2 separate regions of the Mus musculus genome follow, and region 2 is linked to region 1. The links are chromatin contacts, called in public HiChIP or PLAC-seq maps. All regions are on one chromosome and are shown on one strand. Each heading gives the region's core, a stretch centred on a gene start, on an enhancer-like site or on the middle of the called end of the contact. The rest is flanking DNA. Distances are from core to core; before and after follow the strand shown. Region 1 overlaps 1700025G04Rik (RIKEN cDNA 1700025G04 gene). Region 2 overlaps Gm36920 (a long non-coding RNA gene).

The links. HiChIP or PLAC-seq counts read pairs in DNA pulled down with a chosen protein or histone mark.
Region 2: a contact with region 1 is called in an H3K27ac HiChIP or PLAC-seq map of VIP interneurons, with 4 times the contacts expected there. The contact joins two enhancer-like sites. A contact is called at or near these places in 1 of 15 datasets of contacts at CTCF or cohesin (pro-B cells), 7 of 115 datasets of contacts at active chromatin or transcription factors (the 230-238 cell line, DN3 thymocytes, VIP interneurons and 3 more) and 1 of 9 other capture datasets (embryonic stem cells).

Annotation. Positions count from the first base shown.
Region 1 is chr1:151,982,458-151,988,443 of GRCm38.p6, reverse strand. All of the region lies in intron 2 of 1700025G04Rik (RIKEN cDNA 1700025G04 gene), which reads left to right. Among named protein-coding and RNA genes, the nearest start is that of 1700025G04Rik, 100 kb to the left of the region's middle. Within about 2 kb of position 4,258, at least 23 of the 459 cell types and tissues checked have an H3K27ac peak or open chromatin away from gene starts, as enhancers often do. A contact at or near this core is called in VIP interneurons, where this site is marked.
Region 2 is chr1:152,281,433-152,288,007 of GRCm38.p6, reverse strand. Gm36920 (a long non-coding RNA gene) reads left to right here. Exons shown (of 8, transcript XR_001779484.1): 2 at 1-98; 3 at 4,372-4,438. Among named protein-coding and RNA genes, the nearest start is that of Gm36920, 5.3 kb to the left of the region's middle. Within about 2 kb of position 4,892, at least 4 of the 459 cell types and tissues checked have an H3K27ac peak or open chromatin away from gene starts, as enhancers often do. A contact at or near this core is called in VIP interneurons, where this site is marked.

The DNA.
Region 1 (5,986 bases), core at 3,009-5,508:
TCTCTGCCGTTGGCGGTTCCTATCTTTCTTCTTTTGAACTACCTCAAAACTCTTTTCTTGAATGCCCTGTAACTGTTCCTCCAGACCAGCCTACCAAGGGCTTCCTGCTTCTCCTGACCTCGCTCCTCTTCAGCCTGCACCTCAGGTGTCACAGCCTGGCCCTGTTCCCTGGCTAACCTCCTTACGCCTCTCAGTCTGTACTGCAGATCTCACTGCCCATCTGCCCTGGGCAAGGCAGCCTTCTTCTCGAGGCCCAGGATGTCAGGTGCTTACCATCCAGAGTTCTGTCATGATTAACTGAGCATTTTTCCTCTACCAGAAAGTCACTCAAATCAGGATCCAGTGAAAGGATGTCGGATGGACATAGTCATTAGATCGTGGTTCTTCATACACACACACACACACACACACACACGCACACACACACACACACACACCCCACACACACACGGACACGGACACGGACACACACACGGACACACACGGACACACGCACGCACGCACACTCACTCACCCACTCACTCTCCTTTGCCTTAAGAAGAGGTTAAAGAGGAGTTTACAGAGTACAGGGCCTACTCTAGAAGGAGTATGAGGTTCTTCTGAAGTAAACATGAGTGACCTTGGCTGAGGCACAAAGATCGGTTCCACTGAGGCAGAGGTTGTTTGAACTCTCACAGACACAAAACAAAACAAAACAAAACAAAGCCGAGAATCAATAGGCGCTGAATTCATTGATGGGCACACCGGGTAGGCTCGGCAGAGCAGAGCAAGGGCCTTCTCAGATGCTGCTCTTAGAAGCAAATGATCTACTATGTCATACATTTCAGATGTTTTACCTCATAGTGACAAAGACGTTCAGTCAGATATAGAGGTTGGTAGTGTTTATTGAGAGGACTAAAGACACTTTTGTAGCGTTCCGCCTCCCTACAATCATGACGTTCTACACAGTCTGTAGGGTCAACTCCAGAGAACTTCAGTTTGCAATGGATGATCATACACTGTCCTAATCAGCCATTGTATAAATCTGTGAGTGTGCTTGCTGGAGGAAGTGACTGCAGATGAAACAGCTGCAGTGTATTAGAAAGACAACCTGTGTTTCTGGCTGTCCAGGGGGTGGTGGGGTTACCGGCCTTATGCAAAAAGGACACATGTGACACCATAGCAGCATCGTTATGCGTTAACTGCCGTTGCCCTATAGCTTGCCTAAAAAAGAACGTCACTGTTTGTATTTTTTAGATTTTAAATAAAACATATAAAAATGTACTGTGTAAATTCTGTTACAGACCCACTTCTGAAACTCTGTCATATAATAACCCAGTCAATGTTCCATGAAATTGAACCATTATTGCCACTAGAAGGAATTTTAACTGATTTTTGCTTACCTTTTGTTTAAATATAAACAAGCATTAGATTTCACTATTGAATAAACACACAGAAAGACACAAGGAATTTTATGAGTGATAGTCACATACTTAGAGTATGCAGTATCTCAGCAGGGCTGTATGTAAGGATGAATAGTAGCTGTACTTTCTCTAGTAGACTTCTAAGGGTTCAGTCCCCACAAGTTTAAGTCCAAAATTCTCCTTGTTCTTTTCAAGCAGTTGGGATCTTTAGGTCATTGACCCTTAAATGTTTTTTATTTATCAGGATTTGATCTAAACCCTGAAAAGAACAGAAATGCCTATGAATGTGCAAAAACCTTATATTAGAGCTCTTTGAAACATTAGGAGCAGGGTGTGTGTAACTATCCTAGAAACTATTCAGCAATGGCTGTCACAGCAGAGCCGATGAGATCACTTTATGCAAGGGCAGTTAGGAAGTTAAGGTTAAGGACTGCCTGGCTCAGGCACTTGACGGCAGTTTGTGTTCTCCAGTGGAGTGTGCTCCATACGTAACGCCGTTCCAAATTTAGAGTCCATCTGGTGAACCTTGGCAGTGAGATGCTCTCAGGCTCTATGTGCTGAGGGATATGCCCAAGCAATTCTCAGAGTAGGGGCTCTCCCCCCCCCCCAGCTATTCTCCCTGGCACCATCTACACCCCTGTCCCCTATTCCCCTACATAGTTTATCACAGAACCCAGCACCTAAAGTATATTTGATAGGAGTTTCCCAAATGAGGAATGATTAAAAGCGAACCTTGATCTGCTGGCACACTGGAGGCCTGCACGCTGGAGGCCTGCAGAGCTCAGGGAGGTGTTTGAAGAGGAGAAGGTTTAGCATCAGACCTCCTTTTGCCTGCTAATACTATTGGCTCAGCTCTAGCCTTCTTCCCGGGATAGGAGGAAATGCCTCATCTCTCCCCCAACATCACAAGACTGTCTCCTCCCAAGACGCACGATGAGAGTTTCTATACTCTTTGGGATCTGGCTCAGCTCTCTTTAAGATAAAGGGACATTTAGGAAGGAAGCCGAAAAGAAAACCATCTCTTCTGTATTTTCTGCAAAAACATAAGCTTTCAAGTGCAAACCATTCAAGTGTGTGTGTGTGTGTGTGTGTGTGTGTGTGTGTGCGTGCGTGTGAGGGTGTATGTGTATCTTTCAGAATGTGTAATTGTGTTTGAGTGTATATTTGAGTGTATATGTGTGAGTGGGAGTATTTGAGTGTGTGTGTAAGATTGTATAGGTGTGTACTCGTGAGTTTGTGTATATTTATATGTGTGTATTTCTGTGTGAGTGTGTGTGTGTCACTGTTGTTTACTTTTAGTTCTTGCTAGAAAGTTTAGTAGTTTGACTCCCGCGCATATCTTTGTGTTTTCAAATTTACACTTTCAAATGGTTGATGGTCATTAATGGAATAAGGGAGCATCAACCCCTCCCCCCCTTTTAAAGATTTTTAAAAAATTTTTATTCTGTTTATATGTGTATATGCATGCCATGTGATGTGTGTGAATGCCTACAGAACCAGAGAAAGTCATCAGGTCCACCGGAAGTACAGTTAAAGGCAGCTGTGAACCCCCTGAGGACCGGGATCTTTAACTAGGGCAGTCCATGCTTGTGGTTCTGCTCCACCTCTTCAGCTCTGGACTGACCCTTCTGAGTGAAAAGCTGAACCAACTCTGTTTTTGAAAAACAAAACAAAACAAAACCCTATTTTGTGGGAGACCAGGGGCTAAACTCCAATCCAAGGAAGAAAATCACAAAGTCCACCTGAGCAAACACCCTATGACAACCCACCTTAGCAACACCCAGGCTACAATAGCAGGATCAAGGTACATGGAGATAACCTGAGACATCCTGCAGAGAACAGATAACCTGATCATCCTGTGCGTCAGGTGGTTCTGCCCTTGTGTTCAGATCCTGCAGTTTACATCAGACATGAGTTTTTGAAATATTAATTGGCTGATCTGTATGGAAATTCCCCAAGTTTGCTGTAACCACAGCAAGCACCCTGCACCCTTAGAGGCTCCCACTCTGACCTGCTGCTCTGGGTCTTGCTTGAGAGCTTATAGTAAAGACCCTTAGATGTTTCCATGGGAACCAGCTCCCTCGGTAATCTGGGAACCTGCAGCTTAGGCATAACACCAAGTGCTATCCTTCAGGTGCTCTCTGCTGTCTCCCAGGTTTACAGATGGGTCTGCAACAGGCTCCTTAATAGTAGTAGTCCCTGTCTTTGGGACTGGAGAGATGGCTCAGCAGTTCAAAGTGATGACTGCTCTTTGAGAAGATCCAAGTACCATTTCTAGCACCATGGTGGCTAACCGCTCTCTGGAACTCCAGTCCCAGGAGATTGGACACTGTCTTCTGCCTCAAAGGTCACTCATTGCATTAGTGTAATGCAGACATGCATGCAGACAAAACACCCATATACACCAAGCAGTAACAAATTAAATGTCTCCAAACAAAGGAAGCGAGCAAACAAACAAACAAACAAAACCTCACCCTGATTTTAATCAATTAGAGGGAGATAAGTGCTGTTCTAATTTCAGGATTATTAGAAGCCAGAATTTTCACAAGCATTGCAGATAGAAGAGGAGGGAATTCGGAAGCTTTCCAGGAAGGCTCCTTCAGCTAAGAAGGGCTCTTACAGTTGTTTTCCACAAGAGTGAAAATCTGAATCAGCTTTGACAGCCTTTTTTTCTTCTCTTTTTCGTCAATGGCTGCGACCAAACAATCCCTAATTCTCTATGCTGTTACCTTGAATAAGATGCTAAAAATCCCACCACAGATCTGTTTTGACTGGAAGCCTGAACATGTTTACAGGGGCTGAACAGCCGGCCTGTGTTCCTGCCTTGCATTTTAATAAGCCACCTGACAAGAAGAAAGGGAACAGATGTGAGGGGGAAAGACAGTCCGGCCTCTGCTCATCAAGGGGCCACACCTTGCTGCTATCAGGACACTGGCTTGGCTTGTAGTGGTGGCTGTCCCCCTCACCACACAATGCAGGCTTTGATAAAAGGGGAGTGAGGTAAAAAAATGAACTCTCCTGGGCCTTTGACAAAAGGAAATCTAGATTTCAATAGTGAGTGTCTTGCCACCATAACCCAAAATGCTGGATCCACCTCACCCTGAGGCCGGAAGAAGAGAGCCTTTCCTGTGGGTCACATCTTCATTGAGGGCTGTCTTCAGATGCACATCTTCATTTCAGGCACCAGCCTTCAGAAATCTGACGGGCCCTTTATTTTAGTTTATTTTATTAAGTATTTGGGTTATTTTTTTTTAATTGTGGCTTTTTGCTGATTTCTTGTGTAACCCCAGGATGGATTTTGCATAGTATGTTTTGTAAGTAGTGACAATAAGCCAAGCTTATAGTCCTAGATGTTTGTTTTCTCCTTAGTTGTTAGGCGCATTGTATTGTCCCAACAGTGCCCTGGACAGCCAGCCAGGCTGCAAAGGAAACCATAAAACCTACCTGCTGTCTACGTTGGTCAGGATTCTGAGTTGATGAAAAGAAAGGAAGAAAGCGCATGTTTGCAGTAATGTTACTGTGGAAGTCATGGCACCGGGGGCTTTTCTATTTCCTTGGAGAAATATATTACTAGCTGGTCTATTCGTTTCCGTTGTGATCCTGCAGGGGTTGAGGAAAGAAAGTGAATGTTTCCTGTGCTGCTCAGCATCTGCTCAGACTGGGCTGTGGTGGGCCAGATGGAAGAGGGCCGTGGGCAAGGGAAGAAGGGTGACCCCTTCTGGGGAACACCTGTGTTGTGTAGTGTGCAGAGAGCTGCCTGGTCTTCCAGAAGTCTCTGCTGGGTTCTCTACTGGTGTGTGATCTTCCCTGCCCTGTTGCATGAGGTTTGGGGCCCTGAGGAGAACAGGGTCTACCAGATTGTGATAGCTGTTATATCTAATAATTGAAGGCTCAACTAAGCATGCATTCGTTCAATTAAACCCTAGCAATTATGTCATTGTGCTGTGACTTATAACCGTTAGTGCCTCAAACCAAAGTTGCGATGCCTTTTTTTTTTTTTAATTTTTATGTTTTTACCTTTATTTTGATCTCTGCATGATTATACTGGGAACATAATTATGTCTGTTCTTTTTTAATTAGCAGTGTTTTGCAATTCATGAGTAAACAATCCTTAATTAAACGTGTTGGTATTACTAACTTCCTTTTTTCATCTGAATAGCAAATCAGAGGATGAGATTCTCTTGTTTGTTCTTAATTTTGAGATAGCATTTGCTGGGTAGCCCAAACTGACTTCAAACTCACCATGTAGCATAAGCTGGCCTCAGCATCAAGATCTCCCCACCTCAGTCTTCCATGTTGGGATAAAACACATGAGCCATCATAACAGGCTGTGAAATACTTTTACTTTGTATTTGTCAATTCAAATCTATCTCTGAACTTGATCATTTTAGACTTAGGATTCCTGAAGGGCTCATTACTGTAATTGTATACAAGTTTCTCAGATTTCTTTAGAAGCAAGTTGAAATGGGTCACGGGAGATGGCTCAGTTGGTAAACTGCTTGTGGCTCAGACATGAGGACCTGAGTTCAAATCCCCAGCACCGATGTAAAAAGCTGGGTGAAAGGGTGCACCCCTGAAATCCC
Region 2 (6,575 bases), core at 3,643-6,142, 300 kb before region 1:
TCTCTTAATTGCTGCTGGCTGCTGCAAAGCCCGACTGCATAAATCATTATAGTGCAGGATTTGGAAGAGTCTCTCTCCTTCAAGACTCCCTTTAGAAGGTAAATACCTTCCCTGACTGTGTTCTCCTGCTAATGGGCTGCCTAGAGTCCCTGGGAGGGAGTGGTTATAGACCCGGTGGCTTTAAAAAGGAGTAAAAATATCTTCATAGCCGAGTCTTTCCTGGAAGGCTTGACACATCCTGCGGAAGCTTTTTCTTCATGTTGCTTCCTGTTTGACACCATGAGTCTCTGTACAAAGGGCTTGCTTGAACCTGAGGCTAGACTAAGCCAAAATGATCCGTTGGGTGCTTTCAGTCTTATTAGGTATACGGTATACAGGGAAAAGAGACATTAAACTAGTAGTTACATAAACATGAGCTGATAAACTGCACTGTTCCTGTCTTTTACAAAGAGGATAGACTACTGGAGAATTTGAAGATGAGGATCCAAGGAAGGCTTTCCTGAGGAAATTACCATTATGAGACCAGGAGAATGAGTAGAAATTGACTAGGCTGAGAGATAGTAGACTCTTTGAGAACACCAGCCTGTGAAAAGAAAAGACCCTGAAGCAGGAAGAGATAAATTCATCATCTTGCTGGTAGAAGGTCTTGAAGGCCAATGTAAGTCTTCTGGCTTTTGGTGTACTTCTAAAAAAGGCGGTTCTCAACCCCAGACGTCTGTTTGATTGAATCCTTCCACTGTTAGTCTGAGGACAGGCCATTAAGGGATAAGACATCAGTGAGGCGGTAATGGCAGGATCTAGGCAGAAAGTAGTTACATTGAAGGTGGGACCGGGCTTTTCCGACAATGCGAATGGAATGGGAAATTTGTGACTCTCACTTCTTTGGCCAAATAGCCTAAAAACCTGTATTGCTCTGTAGACCTAGGTAAGGCTAGCAGAGGAGTGAGAGTCACTGGAAATACTCCAGAATGTTTCCTAACTGCTTGCCAGTTATTCATCCTCGTCATATGCCATCAATCTGCTGGGAGATGTGACTGAGGTCAGAGCAGCAGGGATTCTCCCACAATCCTTCCTAATGTCGAGGATGTGAGTCCCTACAGACGCAGCGCTAGCATCCGCTGGAACAGTCACAGATGGACAGTCACTGTGCAGACACAGAGGCAGCTGGTGTCTCTGCTGCTCGCTCCTGCCTCTGTTCTGAGTGATTCCAGCACCTTCTCTTACTTTGCCATCCACTCTGATTGATCTGAACACAATTTAATTATCATTCTCTATGGCAGAGTTGCTACGGATGGAGCTGCTGCTCTCTCTAAAGCACACGCATTTTCTAGCTTCTCCCTTCTAGATGAAAGAGGGTGTCCAGCTAGTCCCAGAGATGACCCCCGCCAATTTCCATTCTCACTCCCAGCACCCCCCCTGCTCCCTTCTCCCCACACCTATCCCTTATCCCCCCTCACCCTCTCTCCCACCCAGTTCCCTCTTTCAATCTACCCCTGGGTCTGTGGATTGTAGCATGGTTGTCCTGCTGATGACCAATTATAAGTGAGTACATACCATATGGAGGTGAACCCAGCTGAGGCTCCTACCAACAGGGGATATAGAGGCTGAAGTGGCTCCTATAGCCAGGCAGGACTTCAACTGGAAGGGGACATCAATCCACCCACAAAATCTTCAACCCAAAATTTGCCCTGCCTACAAGATGCACAGGGAAAGAGACGGAGCAGAGACTAAGGAAACAGCCAGCCAATAACTGGCCCAACTTGAGACCCACCCCATATGAGAGCACCAACCCCTGACATTATTAATGACACTCTGCTATGCTTGCAGACAGGAACCTAGTGTAACTGTCTCCTGTCAGGCTTCACCCAGCAGTGGATGGAAACAGGTGCAGCGATTCCTAACCAAACATTAGGCAGAGCTAGGGAAGTCGTGAGGGTGGGGGCGGGGATAGAATTGGGCAAGGCAGAAGGGTCAAGGACCCCACAAGAAGACCCACAGAGTTAACTAGCCTGGGCCCATGGAGGCTCACAGAGACAGAAGCACCAACCAAAGAGCATGCAGGGGCTGGACCTAGGCACATTTGGAGCAAATGTGCACCTTGGTCTTTAGGTCCCCTAACAACTGGAGCAGGGGCTGTCATTGGATCCTCTTTCCCTAGCTGGACTGGCTGGGCCTCGGTGGGAGAGGATGCACTCAGTCCTGCTGGGACTGGATGTCCCAGGGAGGGTGATACCCAAGGGGGGCTTCCCCTTCTCTGAGGAGAAGGAGAGAGGGTAGTGGGGGGGGGCTTGTAGTGGTAGAAGTGGGAGGAGAGGAGAGAGTGGGGCTGTGATTGGGATGGAAAGTAAATTTTACAAAAATCAAATTAAAGAAAAAGAAGGACAGAAGGTGGATAGATCCTCTCAGAGTCTCTCCTTTGTGACTAAACGGCTGCCATCTAGGATCTTGATCGGGTTGGTTTTCTCTGCTAGTTAAAGAATTAAATGGCAGGAAAGACCTCAGATGCAAGTGGCAGTAAGTAATATGCTTTATTATAAGTGGAGAGAGAGGGGGAGGGGGAGGGAGAGAGCACATAGAGAGAAATACTCCCTCAAAAGCAGAGAGGGGACCAAAGTCTGTTTTCCCCTGGAGAGCTGGGATTTTAAGTGGTCTGGTGGCTGGGGATGAGCCTACTTGGGTAATGACAGCCTGGATTCTGGAAGGGAGTCCTGTCTCATCTGGCTCAGGCAGGTAGCAATTGATGCATCCTTTGTCTTGTCTGCATGTAAGAAGTATAGGAAAAGGGGGCTGGCTCCACCTCTCTCTTCCTCCTTACTCACTGCTCCTCAGACGATAGAATGAAAAGCTGTCTGATTATCTCCCTAGACCACGCCTTGCTAACTGACGGGGTTTATTCAGCCTAGCCACCGTGCCCAGAGGGGCTTCCTCCACCAGGCCTCCATTGCTAAGGCCCAGGCTCCCGCTCTGCACTTTGTAATGGTCATGTGAGGTCACCTGGGTCCTCATCAGTGACTGGCCAGGGAGCATACACTACAGGTTCCCTTGCCACTTGCAGGAGGGGAGCAGGCTGACTGTGGAGGGAGTTTTGCCACGCTGGGTAGACTGGCCATGGTGAGAGTTCCACCATGCTGGGTGGACTGGCCATGGTGGGAGTTCTGTCATGCTGGGTGGACTGGCCATGGTGGGAGTTCTGCCATGCTGGGTGGACTGGCCATGGTGGGAGTTCTGCCATGCTGGGTGGACTAGCCATGGTGGGAGTTCCCCCATGTTCCTCTCTGTGTGCAGAAGCACTTGGCCAGTGCATCCCTCACTGTCCTCTGTCTGGGTTCCCCAAGGGTCACAGATGGCAAGGGGGAGTCACAAAACGGAGAGCCCTAGCATCCCTGGTATTTCCCCCCTGCTAACCTTCTGCGTGCCTCCCTTCTTTTTACTAGAATCAATCATTCTACCTCCCCACTCCTTCTTCAAAATAAGTTTACGAGAATGCAGAGAAATACTCATTTGTTAATGATAATCCTTTTGGTTTCAAGTAACAACAACAAAAAAAATTATGTGAGATTTTTCTAAAGGTAGAGGCGAAATTAATTTTGAGGAAACTGGTTTGCTTCAGACTCCAGTGCAAGAGATGTCCTACTTCAGACATACACCAGCACCAGAGCTGCCGAAGCAGCCAGGAGTTTCCTTTCCACTTCTGGAGTGGGGGGGGGGGGGTCACACGTTCCAGTCTGTGCAGGGGAGGCTTGGATTGCTTCTCTCATCCTGACCCTTCTCAAGGGAGCAGCAAACCATTAGGGAACAAACAGCACACAGTCGTATAATGTGGGGTGTTAGTCAGGGTGCTCTAGAGGAGCAGACTGATAGAAGGAATACCACAGACACACAGACACACAGAGATACATAGACACAGACACACAGAGATACAGACACATAGACACATACACACAGACAAAAGCAGCCACATAGACACACAGAGATACAGACAGACACATAGATACACACACACACACAGATGCTGACACATAGACACAGATAAAGACAGACACACAGACACAGGAGATGCATACAAAGACAGACAGGCACACACGCGCACACACACATACACTCACACAACACACACACACAGAAAGTACTTATTAGAGTGGTTTACAGGCTGTGGTCCAGCTAGTTCAACAATGGCTGTCTACTAGTAAAACATTTAAAAATCCAGTAGTTGTTCAATCCACAAGATTGGATGTCTCAGCTGGTCTTCAGTCCACACCAGAATCTCCCCCAAAAGTAGGCTCTAATGCCAGAGAAGGAATGGACTTGTTAGTGAGAGAGAGGGCAAGCAGACAAAAAAATGTTTGTCTTTCTTCTCTGTCCATTTTACAGGCTGCCAGAAGAAGGTGTGGCCCAGATTAAAAGCAGATCTCCCCACCCCAAAAGATGCAGATTAAAGGTGGGTCTTCCCAATTCAGCTAATATAACAACAACAACAATAATAGTATCCCTTTAGTCTAGAAAAAATTCCCATTCCATGGGTGTGATCAATGGCTTGAATTTTAGTTAATTCTAGACAAAGTTAAGATAACAACCAGGAATAGCCATCACAGAAGGAGTGACCAAATGTTTGTCAAATGATGACAATAATAAAGTGTCATATAAGGGTACACTATGTGGTACCCTTGGGAGTATACTCAAAGAGACACAAAAGCAAAGTCCCTTCTCTCTAGCTGGAATGCAGTCCCCGAATGTCCAAGGGGTTTGTTGTTTCATGCAAGCCACAGCTGGTCTGAAGTCACTATGTGAAGCAAAAAAGCAGCCCTCAGGAGTCCAGGTAGGATGCAGAACTGAACCAGGATCTTGGCACATGGCACATAGAATGTGTAGGGATGCTGCTGCAGAGACAAAGGCTGGAACACAAAGGCTCTGGGAAAGGGATCAACAGACCAGGCCAGGGCTTCAGTGTCAGCAAGGAGCTGTAACCTCTGGCCCTGTGCCTGAGTCAGAGCACCCCTGGATCTTCCCCCATCTGCACTGCTGACACTAGAAGCTGGAGAGCTCTTTTGTTTGCAGTATCCCTCCAGTGCCTTTTAATGGGAAAGCTCTCTGTGGCTTACATTCTGAAGGAAGGATGCTTAATGGAATCCTATCCGTTATGCAGAACACAGACTGCAGAGCAATTTTGGATCTGGGGAGCAACAAATTGCTACTGGATATAACTCCCAGCAGTCCTCCACTAAGAATGATTCATTCCCACACTAGTCAAATCCAGAGAACAGTAGCCATCCAGGAATTAAGGGGGGTGGTGGTGAGAAACAGAATTACTGTTTCATGCATGTAACTTTTGAAACTAAGGTCTAAAGACACACGAATGTGATAGCTGCACAACTATGTATGTGTAACTAATTCACTAAATTATATACACAGAATGGTGAAGATGGCAAGTATCACTTTTGTCACAATAAAACCCCTGGTTAGGAGCTGCTGAGGAGATGGTTCAGTGGGTAAAGTGGTTGTCATGCAAGCACGAGGATCAGAGTTCAGATCCCAGCACCCACAGAAATGCTGGGTAAGGAGCTGCTTGCAATCTCATTGTTCGGGAGGCAGAGACAGGAGATTCCTGGAGCACGCCAGCTAGCAAGCATAGCTGAATTGGAAAGCTCTGTGCTCAAGTGAAAGACTCTGCCTTAATGTGGTGGAAAATGACTGAGGAAGACATCCAACCTCAGCCTCTGGCCTCTGGCCAATCATATGCATGAGCACCCTCATACACGTATGCACCGCTGTCCATTGAAACACACACATGCGCACGCACACACACACACATGCACGCACACACACGCACACATGCACACACGCTGGTAATTCACAGTCACCCCGTTCCTCTCTCAGAACTGTTTCTCTCTCTGTTGTCTTCATCATTTCTGTTTCAGTCCACACACTAAAGTGTGGTCCTTAATGGCCTCTCCATCTGCCCCCCACCCTTTAAAATACCAAAACACCAGACTGTGTGCTCTCAGAATTATCTCTCAGATTCTGTTGGCTTTGGTCACACACTTTCCATAGGGTGTCTGTGCTTTGCCCCACACTCACTTGGACCATCTGAGCCAGTACTGTCTAGTATAGACTTGCTCTCGGATTATTTATGTGGGTTTTGGAAAGCAGGAGAGAAAGGTGGAGGAGCCTATTGATCGAATGAGAGGGATCATTTGATGCTTTCTTCTCCCTCAAGTCTTCCCGCTAAGAATGCTAGGAAATATAAACAAATAAATATTTTTTAAAATCTGCATTAAAAACAAAACCAATGCTCCAAATGACACCCGATCAAGCAAATATGCCTTTCCCTCGTTCTCCCCATGCTAGTAGCCTGAATTAATAAGAGACATGTAGCCAAATAATATTTATCAAGCTCATTAATCTAGATTTGTTTTTTCTTAAGAGGCTACAAAACCGTAGAAGCATTTACACATACTGCAAGATGTGAGACTTATGTTAAGAGACTGGGAATCAACACTGGCGGTTACAGCGGTTGTCATCTTCTGCCTTGCTGCCGTCTTCCTCGGCTGATAGATATTCCAGTCAGGTGCCTCAGA